5 separate regions of the Mus musculus genome follow, and regions 1, 3, 4 and 5 are each linked to region 2. The links are chromatin contacts, called in public HiCAR-type and promoter capture Hi-C maps. All regions are on one chromosome and are shown on one strand. Each heading gives the region's core, a stretch centred on a gene start, on an enhancer-like site or on the middle of the called end of the contact. The rest is flanking DNA. Distances are from core to core; before and after follow the strand shown.

Region 1 (3,064 bases), core at 23-2,522, 2.8 Mb before region 2:
GAGAAGGCAGATCTGATTCCATGACAGGCTTCAAATTAGCAGTTTAGGAGACTAGGCCTAAGGTCAGGCAAATCAGTTACTAGAAGAAGAAGAAAAAAAAAGGCTTCAGGCAGTTAGTCAGAACTGCCCTGATATCTGAGACTGCCTGGCCACCTAGCCTGAGGTAAGGACAATGGGTCAGCAACAGTTTCCAGACTTCCTCTACAAAGATTTCTAGACTTCCCAGTAACAATGCCTAGAGATAAGTAAGATAAAGCTCTCCTACCCTGGAATTCCAATGTGCTTTCAATGGAGCCTGCGAGCTCATTTGCTTTTACTCTGTGTCTTTGTAATGGGGACGACCCCACCATGCTGAGCTACAGAATAAAACACACTTTGTGTTTACATACTATTTGAGTCCAGGGTGTCATTCTTCATGGACCCTTACAAGCTTCTGTTTTCCAGCAGATAAGGACACACTCCTTTGTTTTTTAAGGCACTGTATGTAGATAGTGCTTAGCCACTTCCACCTCTCCCCCCAACAGGAACCAAGACAAAAATCCCATCTTTCCTCTCTGCGAGGGCACAGTAACTCACCACAGTGGTGACCCTTCCCATTTATTGTAATAATTGTGCCATCGGAAAAACACACATCCAGGCATACAGTGGCTTTAGGGACTGCTGTTGACCTCAGACAGGCCTGGGTTTCCTCATAGGGAAGTGTTGTAAATAGCTGCAAACGCCAGTTAGGAGTTTCATTCTGACAGGGGGCTTCCCTGGCATACTTCACCGCTGCCATGACGGTCGCAACCAATCTTGAGTATGTTCCCAGAAGGTGTGGAGGGGATAAGCCAAATTTACTCGCCAATTAGGCGGTGATTACTTCACTTCAGCCTTTGGGATATTTCTACCCGCACTTTAAGGAACGAGGAGACTCCGGGTCTCGGAGATATGGCTCTGCTGTCAAGGAAGCTCACTGGCCATCCAGAGGTCCCTTCTAGGTCTCCAGCACCCATGTGGTGGCTCACAACCACCTGGGACTATGCTCCAGGGAATCATCGGCCCCTGCAGGCACACGGAACACTCAAATTCACGCAGACGCACAGGCATGTTGCCTGAAGCGTCACCTTCAGCGGCAGGGCTGAATCCGCACGGACCAAACCCGTTGGGCCAAACGCGGCGGAGACCTGTGCGCCACGTCTGGGCGGAGCCCCGTAGGCGAGAGCCCGCCCCCCGACGCTGGAGTGACGTCACGGGCGCCCGAAGATGACGCAGAGGTCCGTTTTACGGCTGCTGAGCGTCTGCGGCTGGGCTAGGAAGTGCACGCCACGCGCTGTCGTGAGAAGGTGGGGCGGGAGAGCGCGGGCGACCCGGGGAGACTTTGTGAGCTGCCGGACCCCAGCTTGGAGCGGCTGTGTGGGTCACCTCGGTCACCTGCTGCGCCACCTCTTAGCGTGGTTCCGAGAGCCAACGAGAGGCTTTTGTGATTGTAATTAAGGTGGCTGCGTGAGAAGTATAAGATGCAGACGGATAATTTACCTATATATATAATGCCCAGTATAGGGAGAACCCTTAAGATCAGGATCTGTTGGTGATTAAATGGCTTTATTTACAGTTGTACATTACCGAGCTGCTAATCTTAAGGCTATAACACGAAATTTGCTTGCTAGGTCATCCCTTTTCATGGCTCACTTGTTTTTCTTTCCTTTTCTTTTTTTTTTTTTTAATTTAAAATTGTGCGTGTGTGCGCGTGCAGCATGGTGAAGAAACAAAAAGGACCTTTCGGAAGTGGGTTCTCTCCTTCCATTATGTGAGTCCCGTGATCACACTTAGGTTTTCTGGTGTGATGGCAAGTTAGTTTCTCCACTGACCCATCTCGATGGCCCAAGTCAGTCTGAAGGGAGGGGAGGGGGACAAAGACAGGGACAGAGACATAAAATTCAATGGCTGACATGAATATCTGGACAAGACTGAATTTTGCCACTGGGAGCTTTTAAATTCAAAGTAGAAAAACTCCTTAATTATAGATTTTGTGTGGTGAGTTTTGTAGCTAGTTATAAAAATGACATTTTAAGAACTAAGTTATAGCCGGGCGTGTTGGCGCACGCCTTTGATCCCAGCACTCAGGAGGCAGAGGCAAGCAGATTTCTGAGTTCGAGGCCAGCCTGATCTACAAAGTGAGTTCCAGGACAGCAAGGGCTACAGAGAAACCCTGTCTCGAAAAAACAAAACAAACAAAAAAAACCTAAGTTATAGTCTTGTTATTCTACTGCTGTGAATTATGTTAGTAGATTATATTTTCTTGTGAGAAAATAGCAGTTACACGTGCTTGCTTTTTAGAGAAAAGGCAGCTTTTAAACAGACTTTTTTTTTTTTTTTTAATTTTAGGTATAGCAGTGTTTTACCTGCATGTATGTAAGTGCACCATGTTCGTGCCTGGTGTCTTCAAAGGCTGTGGGATCAGCCAGAACTGGAACTATGGACTGTATTGAGCTCCCCAGTTGGGTGCTGGTATGGAATCTGTGTCTTCTGAAAGAACAAGGACGGTTTAACTCCTGAGGTACATCCCCAGGTTCAAACTAGATTTTTGTAAAAATATGTATAATACATTAATGTGGAAAATTGGGCGCTTAACAAAATTTATTTGGGTATTCTGTGGTCTTCTGTAGGCAAAAATAGCAGGAGATACTCTACTGCAATAGCCTTTTTTTTTTCTTTTTCTTTCTTTCTTTTTCTTTTCTTCTCTTTTTTTTTTTTTTTTTTTTTTTAAAGATTTATTTATTTATTAGATGTAAGTACACTGTAGTTGTCTTCAGACACTCCAGAAGAGGGCATCAGATCTTGTTACAGATGGTTGTGAGCCACCATGTGGTTGCTGGGATTTGAACTCCGGACCTTCGGAAGAGCAGTCGGGTGCTCTTACCCACTGAGCCATCTCACCAGCCCCTTTTTTTTTTTTGAGACAGGTTTCTCTGTGTAGCCCTGGCTGTCCTGGAACTCACTTTGTAGACCAGACCAGGCTAGCCTCGAACTCAGAAATCTGTCTGCCTCTGCCTCCCGAGTGCTGGGACTAAAGGTGTGTGCC
Region 2 (3,092 bases), core at 40-2,539:
AACCATGTCTATTAACTAATCATGTAGAAGCTGGAAGAGTCGTAACTGACAGCAGTAAAAAAGAATGAAAGTAAAATTCAGGTAGAATGAGTCATTGTGAGCAGGAATATTAATCCTTCTACACACTGAAAAATACAGTATCCATGTGACCCGTCCCCCACCCTCACCCTTCAGTCAGTGGTTTTGTCTTCTATTTCCACCCCAGATCCTAGAAGAATTACCAATGGATGGATGGCTCTCATGTTATGTGTATAACCCTAGCCCCCCAGCCCCCAGTATGTTACTCTTGGCTAGACAGAGCTGTCTTCAATTATATTAATTTCTCTCCTAATTTAATTCTCCACAAAATACATTGGTTTGGGAATTTATCACGTTTCACATGCACAACTTCCCTGTGGAAAGCTTGGGACTGCAAACTTGTCTGCACAATTATTCCCCATGTTTGAAATGAACTCTTTCAGTTCTCACGAACATATCCCTCAAGTGGTGTGTACAGTGTGCACCCTGAGCCTGCAGTCTGGGCCTCCGCAGGAAGGTGTAAAAGCTCAAACAAAACTGAGATCAGGAGCTCCGAGGATGGGAGATAGGAAAGTTTTGTTTTGGTATTTCCTGGACAGCCTCTAGTACCGCCCAGAACCTGGCCATTTCCTCTGTACCTGCTAATGTCACAAATCTCCCGAGTGTGCCTGCTTAGACCCGGAATTCTTTCCTTTCTGGGAACCTTTCCCTAGGCAGCTGGGTTGCTGCTGGCTAGGGCTTTCTGGCCACGCCCATGTCCTGGTCTCATTTTACTTTTCGGGTTCCGGCGGATGCCATCTGGCTAGAACCCTGGAGAGAAACTTTAAAGTTGACTACACTCACCCTTAGACCCTTATTCATATCCTCCACTAGCTAATCCCTAACGCCCAAGGCTTGCTGGACACCAGCAGAAACGGGCAGAGGGAAACCGGGAAGCGAGCACGCCCGTGTCCCCGCGGTGTAGGTCCCCAGCCCAGTGCCCGGTACGGTCCTGGGTCCGGCGGAAAGGCCGCGGTGCTGGGTTTGCTCGGGGCTGGCCTTACGGTGCAGCTGGCACCGAGCGGGACCCTAGGGCAGAGGAGCAAGAACGGCTTCCAGTGGGGTCAGCCGAGCGGGTCCTGGCTGGCAGCGGGAGCATAGCAGTGGCCTCGGTTCCGCGCCTCCCGGCTCCGGGCTCCTCCTCCCGCCGGCCGCGGCCCGGGCTGCGTCGCTCCGCCACTCCCCGCCCCGCGCCGCCGCCCCGCCCTCGCCGCCGCCCGGCCTCGCTCGCCCAACCCCACTGCAAGCCGGCCCCAGGCCGCCTCGCCGCCACCCGGCCTCGCTGCGCGCCACCATGGACAGTCCCGTTTTCCCCTGGTAAAGATGGCGGTGCGCGATCGCTGCAACCTTTAGACTAATGACTGTCCGAAACATCGCCTCCATCTGTAATATGGTGAGTGGCCGCCGAGCCTCCGGGGGTCGCGCCCGCAGCGAGCCAGGCAAAGAAAGGGAACCCCGGGCTGGAGCTGCACGCGCGCCGCGGTCGTGGGGGCCGTGCGGCCAGAAGTTCCCGGTCCCGAGGCTGGGCCGGCTGACCGCAGTCCCCCCCACCTCTGTCCCAGCCGGGGACCCCGAGCGGATCCCAGGGATCCCCAGGGCGGCCCCATGCCCCCGCCCTCGAGTTGCGGTGCGGGTGGTGGGTGGGGGTGGAGGTGGAGGGTGCGAGGTGGCTGCACAGCGAAGTCCCGAGGGAGGACCATGAGGGTACGAGCCCGGAGTGGAAGGAAGCAAATCCTTCTGGTGCAGTAAATAAACCCTTACTGGACTCGCCGACTGTCCTCTGCTCCTTCTGGAGTTCAGCCTTGATTGTATTTAAGATTCACTTTGCAACAGCAGTGCTCTTACCAGGAGAAATTGGATAGACATGAAAGCTGTGACCAAAAAATAAAAAATAAATAAAAAATAAAAATTCCAAGTGAAGAATCTGGTTAGAGAGGTGAACTAAAACCTGGTATCGGAAAAGCATGGCAATTTGTTCTGGAGGCCTCAGTTTCCCCACCTGCATGCAGGAGATTATAAGGAGACAGGAACGTTTGCAGGCCCTGGGAGTGAGTGGCTGTAGGTGTGAGGAAGTCTGCAGGGGTTGTCCTGCCCCGCCTCCTCTCCTTTTAGCTTGGACACTGCCTGGTCTGTCTGATAGGGTGGGGGTCTGGGGGGGGGTGTTACCCAGCAGTCACTTTAATTTAGATTTCCCCCATTACTTTCCAGTTCTGTTTAGTTTCCTCGGGACCAGTTTCTAGCCCTTGGGGCCACTGAGTGTACTCAGCTAGCACCCCCACTTGTGGGAGCCATAGGGAGGTCAGGGGTAAGGCACTGGGGTGTGGGAGTTGAGGAGGGTGTGTGTTCTGCCTGTACTTTCTGTATCCTCACCCCCTTAGACCCCCTTCAAACTGGAACACTGTTTTTTTTTTTTTTTTTGTTTTGTTTTGTTTTTCCATTTTGGGGAATCCATCCCCGCCCCCACCCCCCTCCGCCACCAAGTTAGACAGTAATGCTAGCATCTAAAGGAAATCTGAGGAGGCCTGATTAAGTAGGCCTCAGGTAAGGTGATCTGGCTGCCCTTCCCCCATCACACAGCTCTTTAAATCTTCTGTCCCACATTCTGTTGCAAGATCAACACATGGCACAGCACATTAAGGAGCCATGTGTTAGCTCAGGTGGAGTTGAGACCTGCTGGGGCTGGCCCCAGCTCTCTGTGCTGGTCCAGGCCAGCAGAGCAAACGCAGGAGGTCCCAGAGAGGTAGCTAGCTGCCTGCTTGGTGGTACAAATCTCCTTAGCCGATGGCTCCCGCAGCCTTGTCATTTTCCCTTTCTGCTTGAAGACGCAGGTTTCCTGCTTCTTCCTGTCCAGTGACATTAATGTGGCTGGATGCCCTGAGAAGACAATGCATTTCTTCTCAGTGTCTCAGCTGTAACCGAGCTCCTGTGGGGAACTGGGAAACCACAGGAGCTTCAAGGCTGTCTTTCCCGCCTGTGGGGTTGGCCGCAGGCCTACAGGCTCCTGAGGCTCGGGGCCTGCTTGTGGAGCTGCGCTT
Region 3 (2,700 bases), core at 120-2,619, 2.2 Mb before region 2:
GATGGCAGAAAAGCTCTTATTGGTTTTAAGCAATAAAACAAACACATTCACGAGTTTATTGATTACTTTAACTGAACTTTCCAAAGGAATCTAGCCCACATCGATTTCAGCGCTCATGCATCTAGGCTATATCACCATGTTTTAATCTGTTTTCTGGTTTTTCCCTTCGTGGTGCCTGCTCTTTCATTAGTCACACAAGAAAAGATTATTTTCTTTCAGTATCAGGTTCACTGGGAAACAATCTTCTTGGCAGTAATTGCCAGCCTGAGACAGAGAACCCAAGGTTTCCTCCTCCACAGTGTCCTGCCTGGACCACAAGGACAGAGTGGAGAATGGGTGGGTTCAAAGGACGTGAACCTAAGCGAGCAGCAGATGGATTAGGACAGCAGAAACTGTGCCTTTCGATGGCGAAACGGTACAAAGACTGCCAAGGAAAGATTCTCCTGGCAGGGTTCTGGCTACGTAGCCAGGAATTTGAGGATTCTCCTCCTAGTTCACATTGCTGGGGGGGGGGGGGGGGGATCGCAGCTAATTCCTAGTTTTGAAGTTGGTTTTTTTTTTTTTTCTTTCCTGAATATACACCAAGAACTTAATTCTTATTGAGACAAACATTACCTTGTAGACAGGATTTTTGGAGCTAAAGAGTATAGGTTTATTTATTGCCTTCTGTTTGCTGTACGAGTTGATTTTTAAAAGAAATTGCTATGAATTAGCTTCTTTCCCAGTAATTCGGGTGCAGTAGCTAAGAAACCAGTGTAAACTAGGGTCCTGGTTCATCCGTAGCGCCATGCTCATCTTTTGCAGTGCCTCCTGCCTTTTCATAAAAGGAGCAAACACATCCCGACCTTTTGCTTCCCTGGCTACAGCCGAGGTCACTTGGGTCGTCCAGGTCCATCTCGGGGAGCAGCCAGCCTAGCGTGTCTCTAGGAGCCGGGAAACCGAGTCCCAGGCATCCCACGAACCTCCAGGAGAGGAAACCGAGCACTGGGCTGGAGAAGTCTAACTTGGCGTAGGCCAAGCTCTCTGCTTTCCCGGGGACAGAGGCACCATTCCAGGCGGCGGCTCCCACTGGTTGGGAGCGCCGCATCCCGGGGAACCGCGAGCCGCCCAGGGCGCTGCGGGCGGCCGCACCCTCCGCTAGGCCCCGCCTCCCGGCCTGCGAAGGGAAGGGGGCCTCGGGGCATCCCGGCTTCCCTCGGCGGCCGTGGAACGAGCTCACGCCGGCCTGCAAGAGTGGGATTTCCTCGGGTGCCCGGGATCCCCAGGCGCGGCTTCGGGGCTGCCTAACGGGGAAAGTCGCATGCGCGCCCGGCGCGCTGAGGGAAGGCGGCCGCGAGGGGAGGGGCGAGTGCAGAGCCTGGCCGGCCGCGGAGCCCCGCGCCCACGACGCATGCGCCGGGAGGCAGCGCAATCACGGACTCGGCTGGCGGCTACCGGCTGGAGAGAGGAAACCCCGGACGGCGAGAGCGCGAAGGAAATCTGGCCGCCGCCGCGCACGCGCTCCCGGTGAGTGCGCCCCACCGGGTGGGCCTCGGCCCGGCGCGCGGCGGGCGGCTGGCCTGGGTGGCGCATGCGTGCTCCCGGGTTCCGTGGAGGAGGGGAAGGCCGGGAGGGGGAGGAGCGCGGCGGTAGCGGTGAATTTTGAGGGGTGGGTCGGGGGCGCGCACTCGCCGCCCCTGGTGCTGCCGGCTCCCGGAGCCGTGGCGTGTCCCGGCTGTCGCCGCTCGGCTGTCGCGAGCCGCCGCGGGCAGAGTCCCGGGCGGGGGAGGGAGGAAGCCGGAGCCTCAGGCACGGTGAGGACGCGGGAGGGCGCGGGGGGCAGTGTGTGGGACCGGGGCAGGGAACAGGGCGCGGGGCGCCAAGGGGGTGCGGGCCAGGCCGGGAGGCAGGAGCTGCGGCCGGGGTCCGGGGACGCGGAGAGCGCGGAGCTCTGGAGAGTCGCGCTCAGCCGGGCCTGCGCCAAGTGTCCCGGGGCCGCTGGGGGTTACCTGCAGGGCAGGGGGGCGCGGTGGGTCCCGCGGGCCCCGGGGGTTCCGGGGCCGCGTCGCGCTTGAGACTGGGCGCGGGGTTAGCGCGGGGCAGGCCGAGTCGGCCGCCGAGAGCGCTCGCGCCCGGGACCCGCTAGGCCTTGTGACCCACTTTATTCCTGTCACCACTCGGGCACGTTTGGAGCGGCGCCCAATGGGGCGCTGGGGCGGCCAGCTCCTCCGCGGAGCCCCCGCCCTCGCGGCGGCCGGCGCGCGCCGGGATCCGCAGTCCGAGCGGCGGCCGCCGCCGCCCAGGGCTGGTTCCGTTAATGGTCCTGGTTCCGGGGCTCGGGCCGCGGGCTGCTCTGGGCCCCGGGTGTCCGACTCGAGTCGCGTGCGCCGCGCCGGGCCGCGCTCTGCCTGTGGGGCTGGCCGTCCTGGATGTGGTCCTGGCTGTCCCGGTACCGGGAGTAGCGCCACGAAGTTTGTATCTTTGTGGGGTGTTTTCTGCCGCTGTGGAAGTCCGAGGTAGTCAGCAGAATCCTGAAAGATGAAGGAAGAGCTTTGGCCTCTGACCTGACAGATGACAGATCAGGCCGTGGTGTTTTGATATTGCAATGCCGAACCACACACTGCATGAAGCCTTTCTAGATGCTTTAAAAACAACAGACTCTGGTGTTTTCTATTGCAGTGAAAGAAAAGCACAAGAAGAAACTTTTACAGGCGTTGTTGA
Region 4 (3,067 bases), core at 414-2,913, 2.5 Mb before region 2:
CTTCCTCCATGCCAACGTGAAATCTGTGAGCATATCCTGTAACTTCTTCATCTACATATCCTATCCCTCTCCCCCACAACTTGCTGCCAACACAGCCACCAAGACTTACTGCCTTTAAGTAATAGCACCCGTTATCTCTTTCTTTTTTCTTTAGGCTTCTACAAGTTCCCTGAAAAACTAGTAAATAACTTTAAAGCAGTTCTCATTCTACCACACACCTGGTCAACAGCAACCCAGCTTTCTCAAGACATGCCTTGCACTCAGAACACTCTGTTCTTTCTTTGCTTAAGCACTTTCCCATGCAGGGCATACCACTATCTTTTCCTTATTCAAACCTACATTTCTCCATTTGTATTTAGTTGACTCAATGAAAGTCTCAATCCACACGGCTCTTTTCATGTAAATGTATAGAGCCCTTACTGTATTTACGAGGCAAATGCTTGCTATCTAATGGGGACATGAGTGTCATCTCCTAGATCTCCACAGCCATCTCTTGAGTAGTAGGAGGAGGAGGGGTGCTCTATCACAGGTTTGTGTGTTGGGTACTCACTAACAAGCTCTTGGCGTAACCTGCTTGATTGCAATAGTAAAAGCTGGCCAAAAGAACCATTAGCAATGGCCAATATTCACCATAGTACATGGTAAACGGTAAAAACAGCAGAGGGCTGGTCATAACTCATGAAGGAATTAGACATAAGCATTGCTACTATATTGCTATATTATATTGCTAATATAAATATTGCTATTCACTAAGTGCCAGGCAGCACTCTGGGGTATAATGGAGAATCTTTAAGACATGAACGGGTTGACGTAGCATTGTGATAGTCAGTCTTCTTTGGATCTAGAGATGAATTCTCCAGTGTTTATACTGAACTTTACATTATGCCAGTATTATTAATAGTGGCCTTCACAACTATTTCCCAGGTCTAAAAACCACGCCCATATTCTGGGTTCTCTTTAGATCTTCGCCTTCTAAAACCTCAAGGCTGCCCGTTACAGAGGCAGCTAACCTCGGTTCATTGTGTACATACATACTTCCTTCAGCTTAATAGGGCCATCGTTACACTGTGTGTCCATGCTAGTGCCTTAGTGGGTTGGGCCCATGTACTGCAGTGACATCTCAACTCGGAGACATGTCATCCAGAAAAAAAAACTGTTCAGAGGCTGGGCAATGCACTTAGAAGATTTATAAGGACATGTTATATTGATTCGGACCAGCAGAAGCCCAGGTCACGTCTTTCTCTTCCAGGCCACGCTAGTAGGACAAAAATGAAATCTGTCCCGGATGGGCGGAACTGTGGACAGAGACTTGGCTGCCTCCCGGCTCCGCCTTTTCCCAGAGCCCCGGACAGCACCGGCTAAGGAAGGACGCAGCCCGGGTTCTGCAGCCCCGAAGTGGAGCAGGGTGGGTGGGCCGGGTCACTGGGGAGTGGCCGACCCGGCGCGGATGCAACACTGCCTCCACTTAGGCTACCACCTCCAAGACCGCAGGTCCCCGGCCGGAAGCTTACCGCGAGGCCAGCCGGCCGGCCGAGGTTGGTGCTCCAAGACGGACTCAGGAAGGGCGCCGGCAGCAATAGCAGCTTTGAAGCACTTTTCATTGAACAGGGAAAAGCAGCGGCCAGAACCCGCCACTTCCCGTATCCGGTCACGTGTCTCTCTGCACCGGAAGTTGACCCTGTGGAGCCGGAAATGGAGACAGTAGAGGAAAAACAGATTGGCCAATGGACTTGGAGGAGGCGGAACAGCGCTTTGATGGATGGGGCAGAGGCGGACTGTGGGCGTGGAAAAGACAGGGGCGGGGCTTGCAAGCACATAGGCCAGTGATTCTCAACCTGCGGGTCAAACGACCCCTTCCTTCATAGTGGTCATATAGCAGATATCCAATATATCAGATATTTGCATTACAATTGATAACAGTAGCAAAATTACAGTTTTAAAGTAGAAATTAAATAATTTAATAGTTGGGACCCACTGCAACATGAGGAAAGGTATTAAAAGGTTGCAGCATTAGGAATGTTGAGAACTGTTAGCATAGGCTGATTTGAGGAGTTGATAATGGTGATGTTTCCTTTTTGTAGACGTACCCATTCTAATATTTGTAGCAACTCATTTGAGAGCGCATTAAATGTTCTCTCCTGTGCATATGTAAAACCCTGCTAACTAGATTCTTGGAAGAACTTTAGTGAGTTAAGTCAGATTCTCTGGGATAGATGTCACTAGTACCCTTAAGTTCTGGACACTTAATTCCCATAAACAGCTTTGGTCATTTACCCACTTCATACTCTACCCTGACTGCACAGACCTTCTTCTTGGGTGTTTTTTTAGAAACTTCACCCATGCCACCTCACATCAGATACTGAAATAGAATCTTTGTTTTAAAGGTGATGCTTGCTTGTTTCAGTGTGAGAAACATAAATGATGCCGAGAGTTCGAGCTATAAGACAAGTGATTCATTTAGGCCGCATCCCTGGCAGGGATTGAGTGCTGCAAATTTTGATTTCCAGGTTAAAAAATAAAAATTAAAAAAAGCCATTCAATTTTTTTATACTGAAGGAGTTCGCAATGAGGTAGGACTAGAAAAGGTGATTGCGAAGTTAGGATAACATACTCTACCAGGATGGTTTTCTTTCTTCTTTTTTTCTTTGCTGTTTTTTTTCCATTTATTTATTTACTTTGCATGTGGATCTTAGCCTACCCCTCCTTCCAATTCTCACCCTCCTTCCCAGCCTCTCCCTCATTCTCTGCTTCCCTTCTCTTCTGAGAAGGGGTGGGGTGGAGACCTTCTTGGATACCAACCCACCCTGTGACATCAAGTCACTGCAGGACTAGGCACATAGGATGAATTTTTTGTTGTTGTTGTTGTTTTGTTTTTCGAGACAGGGTTTCTCTGTGTAGCCCTGGCTGTCCTGGAGCTCACTTTGTAGACCAAGCTGGCCTCGAACTCAGAAATCCACCTGCCTCTTCCTCCCAAGTGCTGGGATTAAAGGTGTGCACCACCACCGCTCGGCATGAATTTCTTAAGAATATGACAGATGAGCTGTGCACAGTATTTGCACCGTTTATC
Region 5 (2,700 bases), core at 79-2,578, 2.1 Mb before region 2:
TTTCTTGGCTGTCACACAAAGGCAGACTTGAGTGTAGCAGCTGAGGAGTCCCATCCAGAGAGACTGAGTATAAGTGATTTTTAAGTGTGCTTTGAACTCTGGGGACACTAGAACCTCTCTCAAAAGTCAGAAAATAAATTGCTATATAGCATAAGGGATATAGGCCAATCAAACCCGAGGATAAGAGGACGGTAGGATGGTCTTAAAATTGGGCCTCTAAGGAAGAGTTCTTCCGGGTCTTAATCTCTTTACCATTCATTCTTCACAATGACATGGTACTCTGCTCTCACACTAACCCCCTGAAAGACCCCCTCCAACAGTCAGGACATAGCTGGGGCCAGTTGATAGCCCCACCGCCATCTGCAGAGGTGGGCAACGGCTACAGATTTCTAAAGCAATCTAGATGAATCCGTCAGAACCCATCACATTCCTTCCAATTCAATTCTAAATGCAAATGCGTGATGAATTTCATAAAAAAAAATGACACAGCTTTATTATCTAGAATACTGTGTTAAGATGACTTCTCCATCTACATACTGAATTCATCGTGGAGTTAAAAAAAAAAAAAAAAGAAAGAAAGAAAGAAAAGGAAAGGAAAGCCATGTGGCGGGTCTCACATATTCTCAGCGGAGTCCATATGTACCCCGGAAGATTTTAGTATTTCACAACTTGGTTACTGAGCCTTCCGGGATGGGTTGGGGCAGGGCATACTGGGCTAGTTTGCCAGAGCACCTGTGGAGATGCAGGTTAGTGATGTCTGCACAGCCCCAGGGGAGCACACTCTGGACTTCTTTCTTGACTGTGACAGATCGGGCTGAGAACTGCGGAAATCGAGGAAGAACTTGCCTCCAAGTCCATGAATTTCCACGACCTCAAGTTCTGGGGAGGGGAAGCGGAAAACTGGGGGTAAAGAAGTCAGGGCGGCTCCCTGGGGGCCGGGCCAACTTGAGATGCTCTGTCATTTCCGGGGACGGCTCGGGGACAGCCCCTGGCTCACGTGCCTGCGCCGCCTCTGTTGCCCCCTGCCGGGCGCGCCCCGCCACCGACGTTACCTCTTGGGGACATCGAAGGCCCTGCAGACGGCGGGGCGCCGCGAGCCGGACTGCTTGGTCTTCCCGTAGCGGAGCAGGTCCTGGAAGAGCGCGCAGCTCGGCAGCAGCCTGGCGGGCGCCAGCTGCAGCAGCAGCGCGAACAGGAAGGCGGCGGCCAGCGCCAGCCACAGCGTCCGCAGGGGGTTCAGGGCCGAGAGCTCAAACCCGGCCCACCCAGCCATAGCCCGGGAGCCGGCTACAGATGCGCGCCGCCGCGCCGCCCTCCTTCTCTCACCCCCTCCCTCCCTCCCGCCTCGGCGGCGCGCTTGGCGGTGACGCGGCTCCTGGGCGGGACGCGCGGCCCCGCCCCTGGCTAGGCGCTCAGGAGCTGGGTTGTGCTCCTGCTCACCTGGTTTGAGCAGGCTGCGCTTTAGACTTGTACTGCCTCTAATCTAATTCCGAGATGCAACTCCAACTTGAAGTTCTGCAGGAGCATGCGAGACCACGTGCTACAGTCCAAGTCTTGTAGAGATACGTTACACCTATTTATTAAGTGGAGTGGAGCTATGCCAAGAGGTGTGGGTGGGAGCCCAAGACAGCTTGGGGGGAATTGGTTCTCTCCTTCCACCATGTGGCGCTTCGGGGATCCTATTCTAGAGGTCAGGTTCTCACCAGCCTGTGTAAGTTTCTATAAACTTTGACTGCGGGATTACTGCTGCGAAAAAGTGTGAAGAGAAATTTTGGTTGAAGTACAGGCTGAATTCTTGGCTGGGTCCCTAGAGGGGGCCCCCAGGAGTCAAGATGCGAAGGATCTTAATACCACGCTGGTCTACCAGAAGCACCAGATTCATTAGCATACTCCAGATGGGGATCGCTGTAAATTCAGGGATGACCTCTGGAAAGACCTCGGTGAGGGAATTCTACACTTTGTCAACTGTAGGCTGGAGCTGCTCCGGCAAACTCTGGATTTTGGAGTGGAAAAGCAGAGTAATGCCCTCAATGGACCTACGTTTTTCACCCATCTGCTCCATGGACAAAGTGTTTAACTAGCTGTGTCTGCTGCCTTTATGGCTAGGAATGAAAAGATTTGGAAGACCTTTATGCACTCATTGGCTCGAGTCCATGGGGCAGTGGGGGTGAGGGGGAAGGCAAGGTATGAGACAGCAAATCTCCAAAAACCTCCCTCCACGGATCTGGCTCAGATGCTGTCTTTCAGGCATCAGTGGAAAACACCATCACGTGTTAGATGAAGGCCTGGTTCCCTGTTGACAGCTGCTTAGTGGTATTTCAGGCTATCGGGTCCTTGAGTAATGCAGGCTACTCAGAAAGGAGGAAGCAAATGGGATCCAATTGTGTACCCCTATAATACAAGTCTTTATCACAGCCTTGCTTTCAACAGAAAAATGACTACACCCCTAAATCTGCCTTGATGCGTTTAGCCAAATTATGGTACACTCCCATTTTCTCTCTTAAAAAAAAAAAAGAAAAGATTACAGAGTGGGGGAAAAAAAGAATACTTTTATTTATAGATTGTATGTGTGTGTGTATGTGTGACTGGCCCATCCATGTCAATAATCATTAATAATATAGTTAAGCTTCCTCTCCTCAGTTATATAACTCTGGCCTGTGTCAAGTTGACAAAACTAACAAAAGCAACCAGGACATTCGA

Evidence for each region. Promoter capture Hi-C pulls out the DNA fragments that hold promoters and counts their contacts. HiCAR-type assays count read pairs that join an accessible place to other places. Capture Hi-C pulls out chosen DNA fragments and counts their contacts.
Region 1: a promoter capture Hi-C map of pre-B cells shows a contact between it and region 2, with 3 times the contacts expected there. The contact joins the promoter of Aasdh here to the promoter of Usp46 in region 2. A contact is called at or near these places in 4 of 39 promoter capture datasets (the 3T3-L1 cell line, liver and pre-B cells) and 1 of 9 other capture datasets (liver).
Region 3: a HiCAR-type map of astrocytes shows a contact between it and region 2, with 4 times the contacts expected there. The contact joins the promoter of Clock here to the promoter of Usp46 in region 2. A contact is called at or near these places in 2 of 39 promoter capture datasets (hippocampal neurons and liver) and 1 of 115 datasets of contacts at active chromatin or transcription factors (astrocytes).
Region 4: a promoter capture Hi-C map of pre-B cells shows a contact between it and region 2, with 4 times the contacts expected there. The contact joins the promoter of Exoc1 here to the promoter of Usp46 in region 2. A contact is called at or near these places in 2 of 39 promoter capture datasets (the C10 cell line and pre-B cells) and 1 of 115 datasets of contacts at active chromatin or transcription factors (astrocytes).
Region 5: a contact with region 2 is called in a promoter capture Hi-C map of liver, with 4 times the contacts expected there. The contact joins the promoter of Srd5a3 here to the promoter of Usp46 in region 2. A contact is called at or near these places in 4 of 39 promoter capture datasets (the 3T3-L1 cell line, embryonic stem cells, hippocampal neurons and 1 more) and 1 of 9 other capture datasets (liver).

Annotation. Positions count from the first base shown.
Region 1 is chr5:76,903,684-76,906,747 of GRCm38.p6, reverse strand. Aasdh (aminoadipate-semialdehyde dehydrogenase) reads left to right here and starts at 1,272. Exons shown (of 16, transcript NM_173765.4): 1 at 1,272-1,325; 2 at 2,368-2,539.
Region 2 is chr5:74,066,608-74,069,699 of GRCm38.p6, reverse strand. Usp46 (ubiquitin specific peptidase 46) reads left to right here and starts at 1,289. Exons shown (of 9, transcript NM_177561.3): 1 at 1,289-1,450. The coding sequence starts at 1,415.
Region 3 is chr5:76,303,461-76,306,160 of GRCm38.p6, reverse strand. Clock (circadian locomotor output cycles kaput) reads left to right here and starts at 1,369. Exons shown (of 23, transcript NM_001289826.1): 1 at 1,369-1,506; 2 at 2,659-2,700. It overlaps Gm7467 (predicted gene 7467), which reads right to left and starts at 1,285. Exons shown (of 1, transcript NR_152171.1): 1 at 634-1,285.
Region 4 is chr5:76,527,907-76,530,973 of GRCm38.p6, reverse strand. Exoc1 (exocyst complex component 1) reads right to left here and starts at 1,663. Exons shown (of 19, transcript NM_001289770.1): 1 at 1,512-1,663.
Region 5 is chr5:76,138,901-76,141,600 of GRCm38.p6, reverse strand. It overlaps Srd5a3 (steroid 5 alpha-reductase 3), which reads right to left and starts at 1,328. Exons shown (of 6, transcript NM_020611.4): 1 at 1,053-1,328. The coding sequence starts at 1,273.